Linked DNA regions of Sus scrofa: region 2 is linked to region 1. A link is a contact called in public Hi-C data. All regions are on one chromosome and are shown on one strand. Each heading gives the region's core, a stretch centred on a gene start, on an enhancer-like site or on the middle of the called end of the contact. The rest is flanking DNA. Distances are from core to core; before and after follow the strand shown.

What was found. A called contact is a pair of places that touch in the nucleus more often than the background predicts.
Region 2: a Hi-C map of liver shows a contact between it and region 1, with 4 times the contacts expected there. The contact joins the promoter of KLHL25 here to the enhancer-like site in region 1. A contact is called at or near these places in 1 of 5 promoter capture datasets (liver), 3 of 47 Hi-C or Micro-C datasets (liver and skeletal muscle) and 1 of 2 datasets of contacts at active chromatin or transcription factors (skeletal muscle).

The regions. Positions count from the first base shown.
Region 1 is chr7:88,208,812-88,212,258 of Sscrofa11.1, reverse strand. It overlaps AKAP13 (A-kinase anchor protein 13), which reads right to left. Exons shown (of 38, transcript XM_021099912.1): 32 at 1,303-1,464; 33 at 785-855; 34 at 299-343. Among named protein-coding and RNA genes, the nearest start is that of KLHL25, 81 kb to the left of the region's middle. Within about 2 kb of position 1,293, at least 9 of the 83 cell types and tissues checked have an H3K27ac peak or open chromatin away from gene starts, as enhancers often do. A contact at or near this core is called in liver and skeletal muscle, where this site is marked.
Region 2 is chr7:88,290,624-88,294,470 of Sscrofa11.1, reverse strand. KLHL25 (kelch-like protein 25) reads left to right here and starts at 2,513. Exons shown (of 5, transcript XM_005666300.3): 1 at 2,513-2,699.

The sequences.
Region 1 (3,447 bases), core at 44-2,543:
TGCCAGGCTTGCATTACAGCAAGGGTGGCTACAAATTCTACTCAGTGTGCATGGATGGGAGTGTCATAGCCCATGTTTAGAGAAAGCAAGGGGTTTCTCAAGGACAGAGAAGCAGAGGCCGTTTTAGTGGGCAGTACTCTGGCAAAATGACAAGTTGATGGCCTGGGGAAGGGAAACTGACAACTGCCCGGGTCACAGCCAAGAGCCAGCTTGCTCAACAGTCAAGTAGAAATGAGCATTCCTAACCTAACAATTATGACAAAAACATATTCTGTTAAATAGCTCATAACGTTCTTACCTCACTGTTTCTTTTAAGCATAAATACCACGTTAGCATTTCCACCCTATAAAACAAAAAAAGTACATTAAAAAAACCCCGAAGATTCTGAGGCAAAAATAACAGTCAGTGTGTCTGTTATGCTGTGACTTCCCATTTTTGTTCTTCTCTAGTAGCCTCTCACTGCAGGCCGAACTGTCATGGAGGCTTTGCCAAGGGTTCAGGTGGATGTGGGACATTTAAACAGCCTCTTAACAACACTGGTCCAGCCAGGGCAGTGGCAGAGCTGTGTGTGTCAACACTGTCCAAAGCCAGAGAGACTCAATGGCCAAGGGCGTGGGGCTCTTAATTGTACGGTTTGCTTAGATATGTGCTTTCCTCTTAAAGTGGGAAATGAAAACAGCAAATCAGACTGGACTAACAAAATCAGAATGGACTAATTTCAAAGATTATGAATTCAGAGGAAAGGCCAGGGAGGACTTAGAGAGTATATCTTAGAAAGAAATACCTTTTTCAAACCACTGTCCGATTCTGTTCTCCTAAGATCTTGGCCATCATCTCCCTCTTCCTTTTCACCACCTAGACAAACAAACAAGGTTTTTTGTTTTTTTTTTAATTTTTGTTTTTTAAGTTGTGAAACCAATTAGTCAAGAAAATACAATATACATAGCTCAAGGACAGAATATTTCTGATGTCTATTAATGCCAAAAAGGGGCAGGCCCTTGGTGGCAGCTGAGTGATTGTTAATGATTTCACTGATGCAGAACTAGAAGCAGAAAGAAACAAGTGTTACTTGGCTATAGCTTAGCAGAGATCCCAGGAAAATTTTTTATTACTCAAAATAAACATAACACTGGGAGAGGTGCCTGAGTGTTTTAGCAGCTAGATACTTACTAGGCTCTGACTAAAACATTTACTGACTGAGGGGGGGCAGAAGACAGAGGAAATGGTGCTACAGAGTACAGATCATGTTTAGCTTGATAGCCAAGGGCTGCCTGTAAGGGCAACGAATTCAAAACCACTGACCTTTTGAAGCATTCATCTGATGGCTGTCAAACCCTCCAAAGGTCTCTGCTCTCCGGGGCAGGGAAACAGGGCCCACCATGCCTTCTTGCTCAGTAGGGCTGCTCACAGTCTGCCCAAGGGTGCCTCCCAGGCTTCCACTCACCAAACTCTGAAGGATCTCCACTGGAAGAAAGGAAACACGCAAAACTGACATCTCCTTTTTCAATGAGAAATAGAAAATCTCGCGGTAATACATTATATGTACGGGGAATATGATCAGAACATTCCAAAGTGACTACGGGATTTCCTTTATTCAGACAAAGCTGTCAGCTCAGGATATGTGTTTTAGTTGGATCTACTGGAAATGCAGAGATCAGTCAAGTGAAAAAAAAAAAAAAGAATATATATATATATATGAGACCTAGGAAACTGGAAAGGGTACAGGGAAGGCAGAGTAATTTATTGGAAAGCTCCTGGCTCCTAGAATCAGATCCAAAGTAGCTAAACGGAATTCCCTAGGAAGTTAGGTGAGCCAATTTGAGACCAACAGCTAAAACTGCCAAAGTTGTCACCCCTCCCATAGATAGAACAGTCTAAGCATCTGAATTCTCAAAGTCTTTTCTAGAGCAGCAATGTCCCACAGAAAGGAGAGAGTGCTGAAACTAGAATAAAAACTGAGCAGGAGAGAAACAACAGAGATGAAGGAAAAAAAAGGTCCAGATGGAATAAGGGAGGAAACAGAGGTAGGGAATCTCCTAAGATGAGTCATTGCATTTTCTAGAAACATTGAAAACAATAGAAGAGTCTAGTGAAGTGAAAAAACCTCATGTGAGCCTAATAACTGGAGAAATTTATTTCACACAAAAATCGGCAACAGAGAAACAGCAAAGTCAAATCCTACACAAAGTTAAGAAAAGAGGGAGCAAGAGAAAGATCAAGAGGCACAACTTCCCTACACATGATCAAAGCACATCAGAAGGACATGTCTGTAAAATAAGTGCGCTAATAACATGAGAAAATGACATAGACATGAAAGAACCTAAGTCAGAATCAGAAAACACAGAAAGGAGGCAGCAAAACTCAGTGGAAACCAAAGGAAAAAATATATTCCTTTAGAAATGAAAACTAAACTAGAATATGAGAGCAAATAAACCCAAAAGAAAATGACCTAAGAAAATAGGTGAAAGAAAGACTATTTAAACATTAAAAAGATGAAGATATAAAAAGTATTATGGGAAAGCAGCAAGTACTGAAGACAGGCAAAGATGACCCAACACATGAATAGTGGGAGTTCATGAAGAAAATCAAAGCCAGGGAAGAAGAAAAATTCTAAAAAATTGTAATTTAAGAAGACTTTTCTGAAATCTGAAAAATCTGAAATGACATATCAAAATAGAACACTGTGAACCTGAGAACATCAACCCAGAATATCCAAAACCAAGGCATATTCTAGACAAACTACTTGGATTTAGGGGAAAAAAATCCTTTGGGCATCTAGGCAAAGAGCATGTGACTTCTATGAAGAAAATCAAATTATGATCAGACTCTGCTGGCAATGCCTTCTTTATGCCAGAAAAAAAATGAATGATGTATCTGAGAATAAAGATATCCAAAGGAAGAAAACGTCACAACCAAGGTTTATATTCAGAATAGACTTTCAAGTATAAAGGGTACAAAATTATTGCCAATACGCAAGGACTCGGTATATTATCCTCACGAGCCTTTCCTGAGACACCTACTAAAGAATATGCCTCAGACACCCAAAATGACTGGAGGGAGAACTCACATAAAAGGTGGTGGTGGTTCTTGAAGAGTGAGGATTATAGGTCAGAGCTAAAAGTTAACAGTGTAGACACAGTATAACGGTAAAGAAAAAAAAAGGGCGGAGAAGGATGGGGATAGCATATAAAAGTCATACACAGTGATAACAGTATTAGCATTGTTCTTCTGATGTGTGTGTTAAGATAGGACAAAGCCAGTATGTAAATACAGGATATTCTATTTCTATGATGTATGCTTGAGGACGAGGATTCACAATGTGGAAGAAAGGAGATACGGACGTAATATGGAAGTTACGTAAAAATGCTATAGTCCACAATTTGAACTAAACATATATCAGTTTGAATACACTACCCCACCCACCCCCGCCACATACACTTCCTCCCA
Region 2 (3,847 bases), core at 1,264-3,763, 81 kb before region 1:
CATCATCTCAGAATTTCTAAGACTTTAGATCCTGAACTACCAGGATACTGGACAGATGGCAATGCCAGGAGGGGGGAAAAAGGTGTGGACCAAGACTATTGGTTGACAACCAAGAACCCGCTCCCTTGTTCTTGGTAAGAGAACCCTGACTCTGTTTGGAGAGGCAACACATGCATATAAATGTCTACATAAAGTGTACATGTAAGCATCACATGGGACTTCTGCAACCTACTTAAATGGAGCTATCATGGTTAGGAGGCACATACCTGCTCTTCTACTTGGATTCCTTCCTGTTGTCTGGAAGGTAGGTGTGAGAGTTGGAGCTGCAGCAGCCGTCTTGAATCATGAAGCATCGGCAAATGGAAACCAAGCATTAAGGATGGCAGAAGAGCCCATGCTCTTCATAACTGCGGAGTTGCCAAATAGTCATTGATTACTTAACTTTAGATTTATTTTGCATGAGCTAGAAACAAACTTCTAGATTTTTAAAATTCACAGTTATTTTAGGTTTTCTCTCATAATGCAGCAAAGTCCAATTCTGAGTTGTATTATTCATAGTACTTCAAAACTGTGTGGACAACTTATCTGAGGAACCAAGTTGTCTACACAGTTTGTCATGGTCCCTGCCCTTCCAGAACTCCCTGTGCAGTGGGGTGGGGTGGACTAACAGGTATGTGGGTCCCTACAACATTGGCTGGTAGGGGCCATGACAGTGATTATGCTCCAGGGTCTACAGCAAAAACTGAGACAGATGGCAAAGCGAGCTCCATCCCCTCTGTTCCTTCCAAATCATATCTAAATTCAATGACTCAACACGTGTTCTTGGTCTGATTTTATTCTATTGCCTACATTTAATTTTAATATATTCCAGTACCTAATTTAAGCTTGGAGTTGAGGAGGGGGGAAAATGATAATGTGGACCAGATTGTAGATGGTTAGCACTTATAATTTCACAGAGAACCTGAATGGAATAATAAGCAATGGTTATGAACTTGCTAAGAATCAATTTAGTATGTGGAACTTCATCTAAACCTACAATTATATAAATACTCTAGCTCTAGAAAATTGGCAGGAGGCTAAAACTACAAATGTGATCTGTGTCATTTCTTTAATGGACCAATTATTTTGATGCCACCTTTTCCCCTTGGAAAGCACCTCAATGGCACACTTGGCTAGCTTCTTACCTCTGGCCAAGATTGGTCTTGACCATTAGAATCCTCATATTAGAAAAAAAAAAAAAAAAAAAAGAGTCCTTGTATTTTACCCAAATGAAGATACAAATCTATACTGACCACTTACTAGATGCTGGGCCCAGTATATAAGCTCTCTCATCTAATCTTTACATAACCCTGAAAAATAGGTTCTAGAACCTTCCTTCCACCAGTAACAATCCAACACCCAGAGAGCCTGAGCACTCTGCCTTCAGTTCTAAACAGGTCTTGACAGGCAGAACTGGGATTTGAACTCTTTTCTCCACACCATACTGTTTCCCCCCAAATACCTGCCATCTTCCCTATCATTTTACAGCCTTTTAATCCCGGGATCTCTTCTGAACACTCTAAACAGCTTTCTGCCCAGGGGCTCTCCCGCCCAGTTTCCCTCAGCCAAAATCCTAGCCCTCATTCAATCTTTTGTGCAATCTCCCCTCCTCATAAACCTTCCTTGCACCTTCCGTCAGTGTGACCTCTGCTTCCTGGGAATTCTCTCCGCCCCCTTCTTGGCTCTTATAACACTTATCATAACACTCTACTTGACCAGGGCTTTTGTATCCTTAAGTGATCTACTTGAATTACCCATTTTCAATGGGAGAGAGGAAAGAAAGGACATTTATTGTGCACTTACTTTGTCATAGGAGTTTCTCTCCTTTAATTCTGGGAATATTCCTATGAGGATTTTTTACCTGTCATGTTAAAGGTGAAGAAGTTGAATACACAGCAACCTGGAGAAGTCAAGAATGAGAATATAGATCATTTTCCCCACTCTGAACCTAGGTCATTGCGCAGGCGCCCAGAAAATGTTTGTGGAATGAATGGATGAATGAATATTTGAAGGTCGGCTTACAAAAGGAACTCAGCGCGAAATGAGACTATTAGGAGAGCTGAAGTACCCTGAAAAATATATATTTCAAGTTCAGATGGGGTTCAGTGGCTGAAGAAAATCCCAAACAGTGCAACAACCCCAGAGTAAAAAGAAAAGGTTTCCTTAACACTTCCACAACTAAAAGTGTGTCGCAGACCGGGTACAGAAGAGGCATTTGCAATTCACAAAGTTCCATCCTTCGGAAAGCTCGAGAGAACACCGTTGGGTTTTGTTCGCAAACTTCGGCCGCGGGGGCGGGCAGACGCCTGTCTCTTTAAGAATCTGGTCGAAGTCCTTTTCCTCTCCCCGCCCCGCCTTTTCGCGGAGCCGGCGCAGCCCAGTGCCCACCCCTTTCTCCTCTTTCGGACTGAACTACGGGTTCGACAGGCCATCCATCACAGAGGCGCCGCCTCTGATTGGCTTCAGGCCGGGAGGCGGGGCGGGAAGGCCGGAGAAACTAGTTTGTCGGCGGCGCCGGAGCTGTACCGCAGCAGCGGCTACCTCCAAGGCTTCGGCGAGCCGGGGGAGGGGAGCGGCGGCGGCGGCGGCGCCGAGGGTTGCGGAGCCTCGCGCGGGCTGCTAGTGGCCTCTGAGCGCGGTGGACGGCGACCACCGGAGTAGTGAGTACCAGGGCTGTGCTGGGGACGCCGTCTTTGGGCCGGTCTAGCAGCGCGCCCGGCCGCTGGCATTGGCACTTGTCACTCCCCGACCCCCACCTCCCCCCACCCCGGTCCCAGGGGCGCGGGGTCCTGAGCGCCCTGCTTTGGGAGCCCCTGGCAAAGTGAGCCTCGCGGGACTGCGTGCCCCGGAACAGAGCAGCTGGGCTCAGGTCCCAGGAACCGCCTCAGGCACCTCGGGATACAGTGGGGGCTGGAGTTGGGGACAATGGTGGAGAGAGGGGGACTGTAGTCCGCCACCCCCTCCCCTACCCCGCTCCTCCCGCCTCCCTCGTGCCTGGGGACTCGGCGAGGGTATTTGCTGAAAGCTCCGAGCGAGGGAATGAATTGTTTTGCAAATGGATGTTGCGCGCGGGAGCTGCAACTCTTTCCCCTGGGAGTGCTTGATTCATTGAGTCCGCAGACTCTCTTTTGAAAAAATTACTATCGATCCTGGAAAGAGCAGGCTGCCTGTCTTTGAGTATTTGAGCGGGCCGGACAAAGTCCCCGCGCACTTGTCGCCGAGGGCCAGATGGCTGCCTGTCTCCTGCTGAGTGAGGGCCGAGGGGTTTAACTAGGGAAAGGTCGTCCACGAGAGCCCGAACCCCGAGGCCTCCACCTCTCTGCCCCGGCCGTTTCTGTCCCACCTGACAGGGCCCCTCCTCTCTGTTTAGAGAACTGGGGAGCAGCAGAGGAATGGTCACATGCTCTAAATCCTGCCCACCTGCCTCCCCACTCCCCACCCCGGGGTGGCTGCCACCCTAGAGCGCCAGAGCAAGCCTTCTCCGCCCCGGTTGCCCTGCTCACCCCATCTTTCCCAGGCTCCGCGACCCCACAGCACATAGGCACGCCCCCTCCTTTCCCCCCTTGTGGTTGCTTGAGGAGCTTTCCTGCTGGGAGACGTGCCCACAGGGGCACCGTACACTCTTTTTGTGCTGCTATTTCAAAGCCCCCAAAGTTCATTTCCACTATCTTTGAGCAGAGAAATCTTTATTCGAGATCTTAACAAAGGGATTGGGGTGGGGGCAGACCCAGGCGCCCCGCGGGTTTAATGCAGCAGGTTTAATGCGGGCGCTCTTGGTCCTGCTGGGTTGCATTAGGTAGGGGGAAGA